4 separate regions of the Mus musculus genome follow, and all the other regions are linked to region 1. A link is a contact called in public promoter capture Hi-C data. All regions are on one chromosome and are shown on one strand. Each heading gives the region's core, a stretch centred on a gene start, on an enhancer-like site or on the middle of the called end of the contact. The rest is flanking DNA. Distances are from core to core; before and after follow the strand shown.

The links. Capture Hi-C pulls out chosen DNA fragments and counts their contacts.
Region 2: a promoter capture Hi-C map of adipose tissue shows a contact between it and region 1. The contact joins two enhancer-like sites. A contact is called at or near these places in 8 of 39 promoter capture datasets (the C10 cell line, the HPC-7 cell line, cranial neural crest and 5 more), 6 of 484 Hi-C or Micro-C datasets (the C10 cell line, CD8 T cells, Th1 cells and 3 more), 6 of 115 datasets of contacts at active chromatin or transcription factors (T-cell acute lymphoblastic leukemia, astrocytes, embryonic stem cells and 2 more) and 4 of 9 other capture datasets (adipose tissue, embryonic stem cells, liver and 1 more).
Region 3: a promoter capture Hi-C map of adipose tissue shows a contact between it and region 1. The contact joins two enhancer-like sites. A contact is called at or near these places in 6 of 39 promoter capture datasets (the C10 cell line, cranial neural crest, liver and 2 more), 1 of 15 datasets of contacts at CTCF or cohesin (the NIH/3T3 cell line), 9 of 484 Hi-C or Micro-C datasets (Th1 cells, Th2 cells, cortical neurons and 5 more), 4 of 115 datasets of contacts at active chromatin or transcription factors (embryonic stem cells and trophoblast stem cells) and 4 of 9 other capture datasets (adipose tissue, embryonic stem cells, liver and 1 more).
Region 4: a contact with region 1 is called in a promoter capture Hi-C map of adipose tissue. The contact joins two enhancer-like sites. A contact is called at or near these places in 9 of 39 promoter capture datasets (the 3T3-L1 cell line, the C10 cell line, cranial neural crest and 5 more), 14 of 484 Hi-C or Micro-C datasets (the C10 cell line, CD8 T cells, the STO cell line and 9 more), 7 of 115 datasets of contacts at active chromatin or transcription factors (T-cell acute lymphoblastic leukemia, astrocytes, embryonic stem cells and 1 more) and 4 of 9 other capture datasets (adipose tissue, embryonic stem cells, liver and 1 more).

Annotation. Positions count from the first base shown.
Region 1 is chr4:123,297,487-123,300,531 of GRCm38.p6, forward strand. Pabpc4 (poly(A) binding protein, cytoplasmic 4) reads left to right here. Exons shown (of 15, transcript NM_130881.3): 13 at 193-286; 14 at 375-607; 15 at 1,027-1,439. The coding sequence ends at 595. Among named protein-coding and RNA genes, the nearest start is that of Gm22154, 5.9 kb to the left of the region's middle. Within about 2 kb of position 1,710, at least 22 of the 459 cell types and tissues checked have an H3K27ac peak or open chromatin away from gene starts, as enhancers often do. A contact at or near this core is called in the STO cell line and adipose tissue, where this site is marked.
Region 2 is chr4:123,437,225-123,440,285 of GRCm38.p6, forward strand. It overlaps Macf1 (microtubule-actin crosslinking factor 1), which reads right to left. Exons shown (of 98, transcript NM_001199136.1): 54 at 2,217-2,346; 55 at 1,243-1,442. Among named protein-coding and RNA genes, the nearest start is that of D830031N03Rik, 27 kb to the left of the region's middle. Within about 2 kb of position 1,412, at least 6 of the 459 cell types and tissues checked have an H3K27ac peak or open chromatin away from gene starts, as enhancers often do. A contact at or near this core is called in adipose tissue, where this site is marked.
Region 3 is chr4:123,477,610-123,480,795 of GRCm38.p6, forward strand. Macf1 (microtubule-actin crosslinking factor 1) reads right to left here. Exons shown (of 98, transcript NM_001199136.1): 35 at 2,578-2,713. Among named protein-coding and RNA genes, the nearest start is that of D830031N03Rik, 67 kb to the left of the region's middle. Within about 2 kb of position 1,637, at least 23 of the 459 cell types and tissues checked have an H3K27ac peak or open chromatin away from gene starts, as enhancers often do. A contact at or near this core is called in adipose tissue, where this site is marked.
Region 4 is chr4:123,453,713-123,456,878 of GRCm38.p6, forward strand. Macf1 (microtubule-actin crosslinking factor 1) reads right to left here. Exons shown (of 98, transcript NM_001199136.1): 44 at 2,519-3,037; 45 at 1,646-1,822; 46 at 1,282-1,405. Among named protein-coding and RNA genes, the nearest start is that of D830031N03Rik, 43 kb to the left of the region's middle. Within about 2 kb of position 1,734, at least 11 of the 459 cell types and tissues checked have an H3K27ac peak or open chromatin away from gene starts, as enhancers often do. A contact at or near this core is called in the STO cell line, where this site is marked.

The sequences.
Region 1 (3,045 bases), core at 460-2,959:
TTTACCGCAGGGCCTTGCATTGTGAAGCAGGTTTGCTTGGTCAGGACCTTTTGGCTTCCCCTTTCCATGCACAGTAGTTTTAGGCTGCATAGCGTTCTATCCTCACCTTGTTCCCCAGAGACAGGACTGCGGCTGCCTCCTTTTTCACATGGTCTCCTTAGTACTAACCCTACTGCCTATGCTGGTTCACAGGCCCCCCAGCCTGCAGTCCACGTCCAGGGTCAGGAGCCCCTGACTGCCTCCATGCTTGCTGCAGCGCCCCCCCAGGAGCAGAAGCAGATGCTGGGTAAGTTCGCCTGCTTGCAGAAGAGAGCCCGGATGCCAGTGCTCACTGGGCTTAGGCGCTGTGGTGACCGCAACCGTTCCGCCCATAGGGGAGCGTCTGTTCCCGCTTATCCAAACAATGCATTCAAACCTGGCTGGGAAAATCACCGGGATGCTGCTGGAAATCGACAACTCTGAGCTGCTGCACATGCTGGAGTCCCCCGAGTCCCTCCGCTCCAAGGTAGATGAAGCGGTGGCAGTCCTGCAGGCTCACCATGCCAAGAAAGAAGCTGCCCAGAAGGTGGGCACTGTTGCTGCTGCTACCTCTTAGACAAGAAAAAAAGTATGTTGACAGTTCGTGTTTTCTGCCCCCTTTGGTTTTTCAGATAGGGCCTTACCATATGTTCCAGGCTGTTGGGGGTGAGGGGGTATATATATAATAAAACAGGATCTGCAATCCCAGCTGCCCATGTGGGCCAGGGACCTTTCTAGCTTGGCCTGAGGTTGTGTCCACTGCCTAGCTGTGAGTGCAGTGTGCAGAGAGGGGTGTTGGTATTTATTACAGTCTTGTTGAAGAGATCACTGTAGTGATGTCTGAGCTGTGGCCCCTGCAAGGTTTAGGAGAGAGTGAACTGGGACTCTTGATAGGGGAAAGGAGAAGGCGATGAGTTGCAGCCGGCTGGGAGCAGCTGGTGCTGACGAGCAGAGAGGTCTCTTTAACAAACAGGCTTGCTTATTTGTGTTGGCACTTCTCTTTTCTAGGAGTCGAAAGCCAAATAACCCCTCATGGCATCCAGCTAAGGTCTGAAGACATCCTAGTTTGTCTGTGGACCTCCACACCAAGAACCAAGTTGCAAATTCAATAGGTCATTTTGTATCAGAAGGTCAATTATGAAGCACCTATAAGTTTTTCAATTATAAGAATATATTCTCTGGGTTCTGTTGTGACCCAGATGATAACTTTTTTTTTTCTATTATGGGTTCTGGTTTTTTTTTTCCCTCATCCCAGAAATTGGTTTTGATGTACCCAAGACTTAAGTTTCTCAAATAAAGGAAATAAAATCTCCATAAATATGGCTGAATTTGATGCCAGTTTTATGTTACAATCTTGGGCTTTTGCTAGAACTGTTGGGCTCTGCATATATTAAATAAATTTACTTTCCCTTTTGGTTTTTTGAGACAGGGTTTCTCTGTGTAGCCTTGGCTGTCCTGGAACTACTCATTCTGTAGACCAGGCTGGCCTCGAACTCAGAAATCTGCCTGCCTCTGCCTCCCAAGTGCTGGGATTAAAGGCGTGCTCCACCACGCCCGGCTACTTTTCTTTATTTTTAGGATGTAATTGGGCTAGCAAGCATGTGGTAATTTAAATGGGTTGGGGTGGAGCTTGCCTGGCATGTACCAAGCCCCTGGGCTCCTGGCCAGCATCTGTGATCCCAGCTGGAGTCAGAATGACCAGGAATTACAGGGCAGTAATGCCCAGTGAGTTTGGAGCCAACCCAACCCAAGCATGAAAAGAGTGAACTGTGAATTGAGTTGTCCTAGAATGCGCTCTGCATACCATGGCAGAATCTTTATACTTGAATGTAGAATGCTAACACCAGGAAAGTCCAGGATCTGTGGGGTCGCTGCAAACCCTAGGGACAGGGTAGGATTTGCTAGCCCATTGGCCAAAGCCTCCGTCCTCTTCACTGGAGTAAAGTTCGGTTGCCTCCTGCTTACGTCAGCGTGCAGTTGGCCAGTTTCTGCAGCAAGGCTTCTGCTCTGGGGAAATGCTCAGGAGTCCCATGATATCAGAGTCCCAAGTGCTGGCCACGGTCAGCTGCCTTCCTATCTTCCAGCCAAGCCTGCCTTAGGGCTATGGGTAGTTTCCCATAAGAATTGGTCTCCTTTTAAGTAACAGGTCCAAAAGCCCAAACTGTAAGGTTTTGGGGGTTTTTAAAAAGTGTCCATGTAGCCAGGCATGGTGGCACAAGCCTTTAAATCCCAGCACTCGGGAGGCAGAGGCAGGCAGATTTCTGAGTTCAAGGCCAGCCTGGTCTACAAAGTGAGTTGCAGGACAGCCAGAGCTATATAGAGAAACCCTGTCTCGGAAAAAAGTGTCCATGTGGATACTCTTGGGTCCAAAGACTGCAGGAGCTGGAATTAGAGGCAATTGAGGATTCTGACTCTGATCTCTGGAGAAACAATCTGCTCCTGAGTTTCTAGCCAGTCTTAATATTTCTGGACACATTGAGGCTTAAAACCATCTTAACTCCAGGGGTTCTCAGACCTCTGCCCCTCCTTGGGCACCTTCACTTGTGAACGTACACAGCTACAGTTATATCTTAAAGATGGGGGTTGATAGAGGAAAATCACCTGATCTTTGACCTCTGTCACTCAGAGACCACACAAGTGATCGGTAGGCTACAGGCTTGGCAGGGATGTGGCGGGTGGGGGTGCTTTTAAAAGGTTATCAGAAGGGGCTGGCGAGATGGCTCACTGACTGCTCTTCAGAAGGTCCTGAGCTCAAATCCCAGCAGCCACGTGGTGGCTCACAACCATCTGTAATGAGATCTGACGCCCTCTTCTGGTGCATCTGAAGTCAGCTACAGTGTACTTATGTATAATAAATCTTTGGGCTGGAGTGAGCAGGGACTGAGCAAGCAGGTTTGACCAGAGCAAGCAGAGGTCCTAAAAATTCAATTCCCAACCACCACATGAAGGCTCATAGCTATCTGTACAGCTGCTGTGTACTCAACATAAAATCTTTTTTTAAAAAAAGGTCATCAGAGGTTTGGTTGC
Region 2 (3,061 bases), core at 162-2,661, 140 kb after region 1:
AAATAAGTTCTTTTTTTTTAATGTCTTTAATTTAAAATGATTTATTTACTTATTTATTTATTTATTTATTTATTTATTTATTTATTGTATATAAGTACACCATTGCTCTCTTCAGACACATCAGATCTCATTACAGATGGTTGTGAGCCACCATGTGGTTGCTGGGAATTGAACTCAGGACCTCTGAAAGAGCAGTCAGTGCTTTTAACCACTGAGCCATCTCTCCACCCCCAAAACAAGTTCTTATTCCCTAATGGACGTCTGCTGTGGTTTTACAGAATCTACCCAATGATTACAGATTGAATCTGGTACTTAAAGTGGTGGTTTTAGCATTATTTAAAAATTAAATAATGAATATATATTAAAATTACTGACTTGATAGAATATCAGTAAATATCAATAAATAAATACAAGACAGCTCTGTAAGATTCTCAATAATTTGGGGGCCCGAAGTGGTTAAGATTCTCAGTAATTTTTAAGAGAAAAACAAAAACCAACCAACCAAACAAACAAAACAACCAAGGGTCTAGAGAGATGGTTCAATGGTTAAGAGCACTGATTGTTTTGCCAGAGGTCCTGAGTTCATTTCCCAGAAGCCACATGGTGGCTTACAACCTGTAACTACAGTTTCAGGGAATCTGATGTCCTCTTAGGGACTCCACAGACACTAGGCACACATATGGACAGACAGGAACGTACCAAAACATCCTTACACATAAGACAAAATTAAACAAACAAACATGGACAAACAATGGATTAGAGCAGTATTTGTAGGTAGATTAGGACACATGTAAGGCTGAAAGAAAAAGCTCCTTCAAATACTGTTCTTAGACCTGATCTTGGAGAACAAGGCAGAAGGGAGCAAGTAACAGGTATAGAGAAAGGGGCAGAGCAGAGCAAAGGCTCTAGGCAAGCTTGCACAGGAAATGACTTCTCTGCTTAATCAGCTGCAGACAGATACAAATATATTAAGTAATGTGCACACGTACTACTGAGAATTAAAAGTAAGGTATGAATTTAATTTACTCAGGAAACGTCCCCCATTTTTAAATTCATTGAGCTTACTGCCTGTTAATGATATTATTAAGAGTTCTGTTCTGTTTATTACTTGATGAACATCTTGATAAAATCTCACAAATACAATCTTATTAAACTGAGAAAAGTGAAATAATCAAATCTACATGCTGAGAGTAGCATTGAAACCCAGATTACTTTGCTCAGGCATTAATCAACTTTGCTCACCTGGACCTGCTGCTTCTGGGCATTCAACATGTTGGGGTCAATAGACAAGGGACCAAGAACTCCCATCATCAGCTCCTTCTCCATCAGCCAGGGGCGGAGTTGGGACTCTGCAGCCTGGAAGCAGGCCAGGTGGCTTGCAGATTCCTCTAGCTGCTTTTGGCGAGCCACAGTAACCTCGGTGGCCTTTTCCCATCGGGAATCTGTTGAGAGGAAATGAGAGAATGCATTTGGCTTGGTCCCTAAGCTGTACTCCTTATATTCTACAGGAAACGACACATGAGCCATTATTTAACATTTTTAAAAATTAAAAATAACTTAAAAACATTTAAAAACTAAAGTAATACAAATAGTTCTATATGTTCATTAGACTGGTAGTGACAAGAAGCTGCAGGTGATGAAACTGTGGAAGCTCCCCTCCTCCCCCACACCCCTTTTGCCTTGCACTCACAGAGATCCACCCACTACTCCCTCCTGAGTGCTGGGATTCAAGGAATGGGTCATTACTTCCCACTTTCATTTTTATCCCCAATACTCCGTTAGCTTCTGATCAGAGTAGACTATCAGTTTGACTTGTCCTAGAAAGCCAGATTGCTCTTGACTTGAATTTCTAAAATCTCCCCTGTTCAGGTCATTATCTGGTCCTAGACAGACAGGCCTTTTGCTTCCTTAAAAAAGTTAATTGAAAATAATTCCAGCTTTTTAGGGTGTACTAACATTTCCAATTTGCTTTGGAGATAAGATTTTTTAAAAAAACCTAATTTATGTATTTTAATTGTATGTGCATTGCTGTTTTGCCTGCATGTGTGTCTTATACCCTAGAACTGTAGATACAGACAGTTGTGAGCCACCATGTGGGTGCTGGGAATTAGAACTCAGGTTCTCTTGGATAGCAGCCAGTGATCTTAACTGCTGAGCCATCTTTCTGGCCCTGAAACTGGATCTTTTAAGAATAAAACATCTCTGTGATGACTTACTGAGGTCCTCTTGCATTTTCTTCCAGTTTTCTGCTTCTTGTGAGTTGGGATAGGTCTTCAGTAATCCAGCCAGGGCTTCCTTTACTTTCTGAATTTTAGGGGAATTCTGTTCCAATTCAGCCAGAAAAGCCTAGGGGAAAGTACAACATGCATGCCATGTCACAGCTGTATGTGGTAGAAGTTTGTGAGACTGACTGAGCAGGAGATCTCAGATGCTCCACGGCTTGTTCCACAAACTTAATGCATTTAAGTTCTTTGCTTTAGAATTGACTTTAAAATGAAAATGGTGGGATCTGAGCTCTTTTGAGTACAGCACATCAGTGAATCCCAACTGAGTAGAGACCATCACCTCTTACTAATCAGAAGAGCCAAGATAAGATGATGGCAGCATTTTGGAAGTTGGAGAGCTGACATGCCATGATCAACTGGGACATTAAAAAATTTGATGAAAATTTCAGAGAAGAAAATTTCTATGTTCTTATATTTTCTGACAATTTATCTAGTCTACATTTAACTTTTAACACTAAAATTTTTATGAGTGTCTGCTGTTTTTGTGTGCACCACATGAGTGCCTGGTGCTGGAGGAAGCCTTCTGAGGGCGTTGGATCCCATGGAGCCAGTATTCTAGATGGCATGGGTAACTGAACCTTGGTCTTCTGCATGAACATCAAGTGCTCTTAACTGTTAAGGCTTCTCTCCTGCACCATACATTTCCAACTCAAGAATAAATACCTATCCACAATTTTTAGGTTCCCCTAAGAGTTGCAAAAATGCCTGGACAAGAAAAGCTTAGCTATCTAGTTGTATCACGTGGAAAATAAGACTCAATTCTCAATGAGCTAATA
Region 3 (3,186 bases), core at 387-2,886, 180 kb after region 1:
CTTTTCTTTCAGATTTCAAACCACTTAAAGAGTTTAGCCACTTAACTGTGCGATCACTTACATTGGGCTCTGTTTACAGCTCTTTTTCCTTTTGTTTGTTTGTTTTCTGAGACAGGGTCTCACTATGAAACTCTGACTGTCCTGGTATAAACTATGTGGAGCAGGCTGGCCTCAAATTGCCCGGCAGCAGACTCCTGCCTCTGCCTCCAGAGTGATGCGACTAAGGGCAGACACCACTATGCCCTTCAGTCATTATCTCTCTAATAAGGGCAGTATTATTTTGGATTTTTAAAAATTCATAACTTAAAAAAACCCAAAAACTTCATAACTTACTCTTCATGATCTAGACTTAACTGTCAACCAGTTCCCTGTCTACTAACAAGTACACTTTGTTTCTATTCTCATTCAGAGGGAAACTATATTGAAAGAATAGTTTTTCTCTGTGTGTATAGGAACAGTATCTGCAATACAATGACCAGTAAATGAATAAATAGATAACATATAAGAACACCTTTAACACTATTAGGCCATAGCTTCAACTTTAAAGACTGAACAAGGATTTCAAGCATGAGGACTGTATATAAGAATGAAGATTGGATAGCAAAGAGGGACTTGGCTCATTTCTCCATTTCATTGTATATGCTCAATTAATGGCATAATTCTCCATGCTACAAAGTATATTATTTGCCATTCTCTTCCATCTTTAATTTCTGTATTACAGGGTTCAATTTATATAAATGAAACACACATACCATACAGATCTACTATGTGTCTATTTTATAGAGATTGAAAAAATTGATCATTGGTGTATGATTGTTTACAAATATATAAGCTGGGTACGTGGGATCTCTAAATTCAAGGCCATTCTGGTTTATAGACCAAGTTCCAGGGCCTACCTCAAAAAACCAAAAAGAAAAAAGAAAGAAAGAAAGAAAGAAAGAAAGAAAGAAAGAAAGAAAGAAAGAAAGAAAGAAAGAAATCCATATAAAGCCTGTTATAACAAAAGGGAAGACTATTGTAATTTCTTCTGTAAGAGTTATAATTGCAAAAATGCTGACATTGGGGCGGGGGGGGGGGGGGAAGCCTGGAATTGAGCCAAAGAGAAAAGCCTTCAGAATTCCTTCTAACACCCTCATAACTGAAGGCTAGACAGGCAGCACTGCACTGGGACGTAATCCAGAGAAATCCAGTCTACCAAACATGGACATTGTGACCTAGATGAGCAGTAAAAGACAGGGAGAAAAGGAAAGAAAATAAAAGGCGTCTACTTACCCACACTGCAGAGCACGCCTCAGGCAGATAGGAAATAGAGCCTTATGGAGCAGCTCAGCCGTATCACATACACAGTGTAAGCTTGGTGTTAGCGTCCAGCATGCGACTGTTTGTTTTTTTTGCAAAAAAGAACCCCAAACAGGTCGTCCTCTTTTCCCTTTGTGCATTTGTGCTTAAACTCCAAAGGGTTAGTGAAACTTGTAAGCAAGGATGTCAGTTAATCAGAACAATACTTTACATGAAACACACACAGTACAGGGACACATCATGCTCAATGTAGTGGTGCTCAGCAGCTTGTCCTGTCCTTCTCTTCCCCCTCCCATCCCTCTTTAACTTTTCAAAATGAGAACTGGATGTTCTCAGCAAGCAATTGTTAAAACTTTCACATACTCCCTTATATGGTGAAGCAACAGCCACTAGAGTGGGCTGCTTTACACTGAAAATTCCTCACCAGCACACATTTCCTGGAAATGTATTATCAAAGCAGGACTGCTTCTATCCTGTAGACTTTATGAACTTATAATTTATATCCATTTTTCAGAATCAAGTATATTTTGTTTTGAATAGTCATTTTTTGAATCATATAGACCAAATATGATTTACCATGTTAGCTGTCTCCACATAAACTGGCCATTGCTTCACAACATAGGAAATAAGCAGGCAAACACACTGTATATCCCAGAGACACATGTATATAACTTGGTTAAATGCACACACACACACAAATATCCAGAAACAACTTAAGACAATCGACAGCAACTATAATGACTTCCATGTGGTACAAAAGTGAAGGTGAGGTGAGAACTGGTAATGTGCTATGTGACAGGATGGCCATGGATGGTGAGGGGAACCAGCGTCTCAGTCAGTGAAGTTCACTCTCCCTGGTCACGCTACAGAAGGAAGAGGGTTATAAGCATGTTCTTGCCAATATCCACAACCCTTGGCTATCAACTCTTGGGTGACAATGTCTCAAAGGAGTAAAATCTTAGTGACCTGTGATCAGATACAAATACAGAATTTAAATTCTCATTAACTGTTTTCCAATATGCAATGGTAAAATGTGGGTGGAGGTGGGAGTGGACCAGAAACAGAGGGTTTGCTATAAATGCCCTCTGATATTTTTGACTGACCAACACATCATGGAACCCCAGTAAAGAAACACATGACAAATGGCTGCTAAGGTGAGGTTAAATATTAAGTCACATTGGTCATGGCAAGCTAGTGAACATGACTCTCAATCAGCAAAGCCACTTTCATACCACTTAAAAGGCTTCCATAATATATGGAGCCAAAAAGTAAAAATACCTTTTGTTCCGTCTGCTGAGCCAACTCGCTTTGGAGCTGCTGGAGTTGGTTTGCAGAACCATCACAAAGGTCATGGTAAGTCTTGTTCAGCACACGCAACTGCTCAGAGATCTGTTCCTTCTCTCCTTCTGAAAGCCTGAAGGACGAAGCATTAGATTTCTCTCAAGGCAAGAACTCTCCAAACTATATTCAAAACTGCTCTATTGTTGCCATGAATGGATTATCTGAATACATCCAGTCTCTTATACTGAACTTTGGCATCTCACACATATTCCATGATTCTTAGTGATGTCAATGCTATATAACGCTATGCTCATAGTGCTGCAACTATAATCAAAATGACCTCCTTGCTTTCTTAGCCTTACTCATATACCACAAATTTGGATGCTGAAATAATATAAATTCATTGTTCAGTTAAATTATTAGATCTAAAAATGCATGATATAGTTTTATTTTATATGTCTTTACTCCTTCCACAGATATTCTCATTTTAAACAAATTATAAATCTCACTTAGCTATCACCTACCTAGTCATCTTTAACTTATTTTAAAGCCTTTGTATGTGGATGTATTTGGTGAGCACATTGTTCATCACACCCCTTTTCCCTT
Region 4 (3,166 bases), core at 484-2,983, 160 kb after region 1:
TTTCTTTTAAATGACAGTGTGTAGTTATTTGATGAGATGTTCCTTCTTAAATCATGAACATTTAAATACTTGGTCCCCATTTGGCAGGATTAAGAGGTGTGGCCTTGTTGGAGAAAGCATGCCACTGAGGTAGGTTTTATTTAAGGTTCCAAAGTCTCCTCCCATGCCCAGTGTACTCTCTGTGTATCTAGCTTGTGGTTCAAGATGTGAACTCTCAGCTGTTCCTGGCAGCATGCCTTTGCTCTGCCAACATCAACTCTATCCTTCTAGAATAGCAGGCCAAAGTTAAATATTTTCCTTTATAAGTTGCCTTGGTCATAGTTTTTTATCACGGTAGGTAACTAAGACACAGGGTTACTAGTTAGGATTTAACAAAGGCCATAAGCTCTCCAGCCTGTCTCCTTCCCTCTCCCACCCACCTGTTGTAAGTAAATCTGATAAGTTTTTTTTGGTATGCAAATTATATTTAAGATACACACATATTATAGAATGACTATATCATGTTAGTAACATAGCTAGCTCACATACTTAGCACTTTTCAAGCTGAGAACTTTAGTAATTTTCAAATACATAATGTACTGACTAAAGCCTCTGATGTACCACTGATGAAATCTTGAAAGATAAATAGGATTTCATCATTCATGGAGAATACAATGAAATAAATGTCAGTTAAGAAACAGGAGAAATATCAAAGGCAGTAAAACTCGGGAATAGCAAGTTTCCTTATAAAGTGAAAGAAACAGAGTTCAATGACAGCAGGTACTGAAAGGGTTAAAGCCATAGAGTGAAAGCCATGGAAAGTGTAGTAACAGAATTCACTGGAAAGTGAGCTATTTCATGACATCTTATACATGTATGTTGCGTGTAGCTTTTGCTACCCTGCCTTGTGTTCTTGGTGGGTCACATGCTTGCACCTGCCTAGGAGTTATGCTGGATCTGTGGATTGAAGAAACACACGCATACGGACGCACTCACAGGACAGTTATTCTCAAAATGCCTTGGCTAACAACAACTGGGCATACCTAATTTGTCCCCTGCTACACCAGCCATTAGCCAACATCTTTATTGATGGATCAAGAACCAACTCGGGAAGAGGACCTTCAGCATCAGTACGTGCAGATTCCGGATTATATCAAAGTATCAGAATCGCCCCCTACAAATGTATGTCCCCTGCCCTGAGCTTAGCGCTCTGGATATCTAACTGTTCATACAGTTTGCTACATACTACAAAAAAAAAGATCACACTACTCCTAAGGGGAGGAGTACTGTGCTGCTTCGTACCTGTAGTTTCTTGAATAGGCCTACAGTCCAGGGCTGGCTCTCCTTCAATGTCCAGTAGGTCATGAGCTGCTTTTTGAAGCTTTTCTACAGGTACTTGGTGTTCAGCCAATTCTTCCTGTAACTGCTGCTTGCCCAAAACAACAGCAAAAAACAAAACAAAACAAACAATCAAAAAAAAAAAACCCAAAAACAAAACAAAGAATTTATGAATCTGGTCTTGCCTAAGACATTTCCAACTAATGTATTTTTAGTAGTATTTACTTTTATCAGTTCCCTCTAAGCCATGAAATATAAGATCTTGACACACACACACACACACACACACACACACACACACACACACACACGGTCTGAATCTGCCTACCTTTGTTGTTGCAAGCTGCTGTTGCAGGACTCCGGGGTCAGAGGCAACTGTGTCTGAGAGAAGCTTCCCCACGCTGGCCTCACAAGTCAACACCCAGGCCTGCAGGCTGTCAGCGCTGCTCTGGAATTGCTGATACTGGCCTAGCAACATGCTCAGATGAGAGCCCAATCGTATACACTAAGCCAAAGAAATAAAAATGTCAAAGGCAGCAGCTTCTAGAATAGAGTCCAAAGAAAGAGCCTTTCCTAGGTACAGAGAACTGACTGCAACTTTACACAATGATTTAACTGTCTACAAGCAGGATCACCAGTATTTGTACTGTATACTTCATCTCACTCATCCCCAGGAAGACTTAATGATTTGGATGACACACCACCAGAGAAATACACAGCAGACTACAGGCAAAAGTAAGGACTTAAAAGTGGAAAAATGTTCCTTTTGGGAGATTAGATGTTGACAGAAAGATTAAGTGTGGTGTGTAATTCTAAACTTTAGGAGAAATTTTGTTTGTTTTTTGGATTTTCAGGAAGAAATTGTCTAAGAACAAATTGTCTATGAAAAAAGACTGAAGTTGGCTTAAATTTTGCTGTGCTATATCTCTTATAAGTCCAAGATATTGGCAGATGAGCACTTCTATCTCCACCAATGATGTGACACATATTCCCAACATTAACAGGACTAGGTGTTAGACCATGGACCCACAGAGTCTGAATTTCTATTTATAGCTGATGAAACCCATTTTCCTTTGGTTCACATACACTGTCTTATGACTCATATTTTGAGCCTTAGAAATTACCCACGGCTGTTTGAGGACAGCCATAGTTGTTTCCCTGGAGGTTGATTGGAGGGGGTGGGGATGGGGGTCTTTCTTACCTTAGAGTGGAGAGTGGTGTATCTTTCTGTTGCATCCTTCAGTTTTTCATTCACTAAGTTTCTGGTAGCTGATGGCTCTTGGCCTTCCTCAAAATTGTTTTCTGTTTCTAAGACTTTCTGCCCTGAGATAGTCACAAATCTCAAGTCTCCTTTGTGGGAAATGACATCCTCAGAGAAGCTTCCTTGCCGCTTTAGCAAGGAGTTCAGAGCTTCAGGACTGCTGCCTCCCTTATGCATACTATCCAGCTCATTCTCAGATTGTTGTAGCCAGTTTTCAAATTCCTTGTGGTCTTGCAGGAACTTCTGCAGTTCATCTCGTAGAGCCTGCGTCTGCTTCAGCTCTGCCTCTGACCGGGCAAGGGAGGCTGCATATTGCTCCTTAAGCTCACCCAGCTTCTCCTGAAGCTTCTGTCGCTCCTCAGGTGTGAGATTGTGACTGTGTTGGTCCAGGAAGGACTGAACTGACTGGGTGGCCACAATGAAATTCTGCTGCTGAGACAGCAATTCTTGGTGACGAGCCTGGTAGTAAACAACCCCAAAGACCATTAATAGGAAAATGTGAACAATTTGGTTATATTACAACTAGAGGTAGATATGCTGGAGGTAGAGTGGACAAGGAACCATAGTAAAAATATGGATTTAATATGG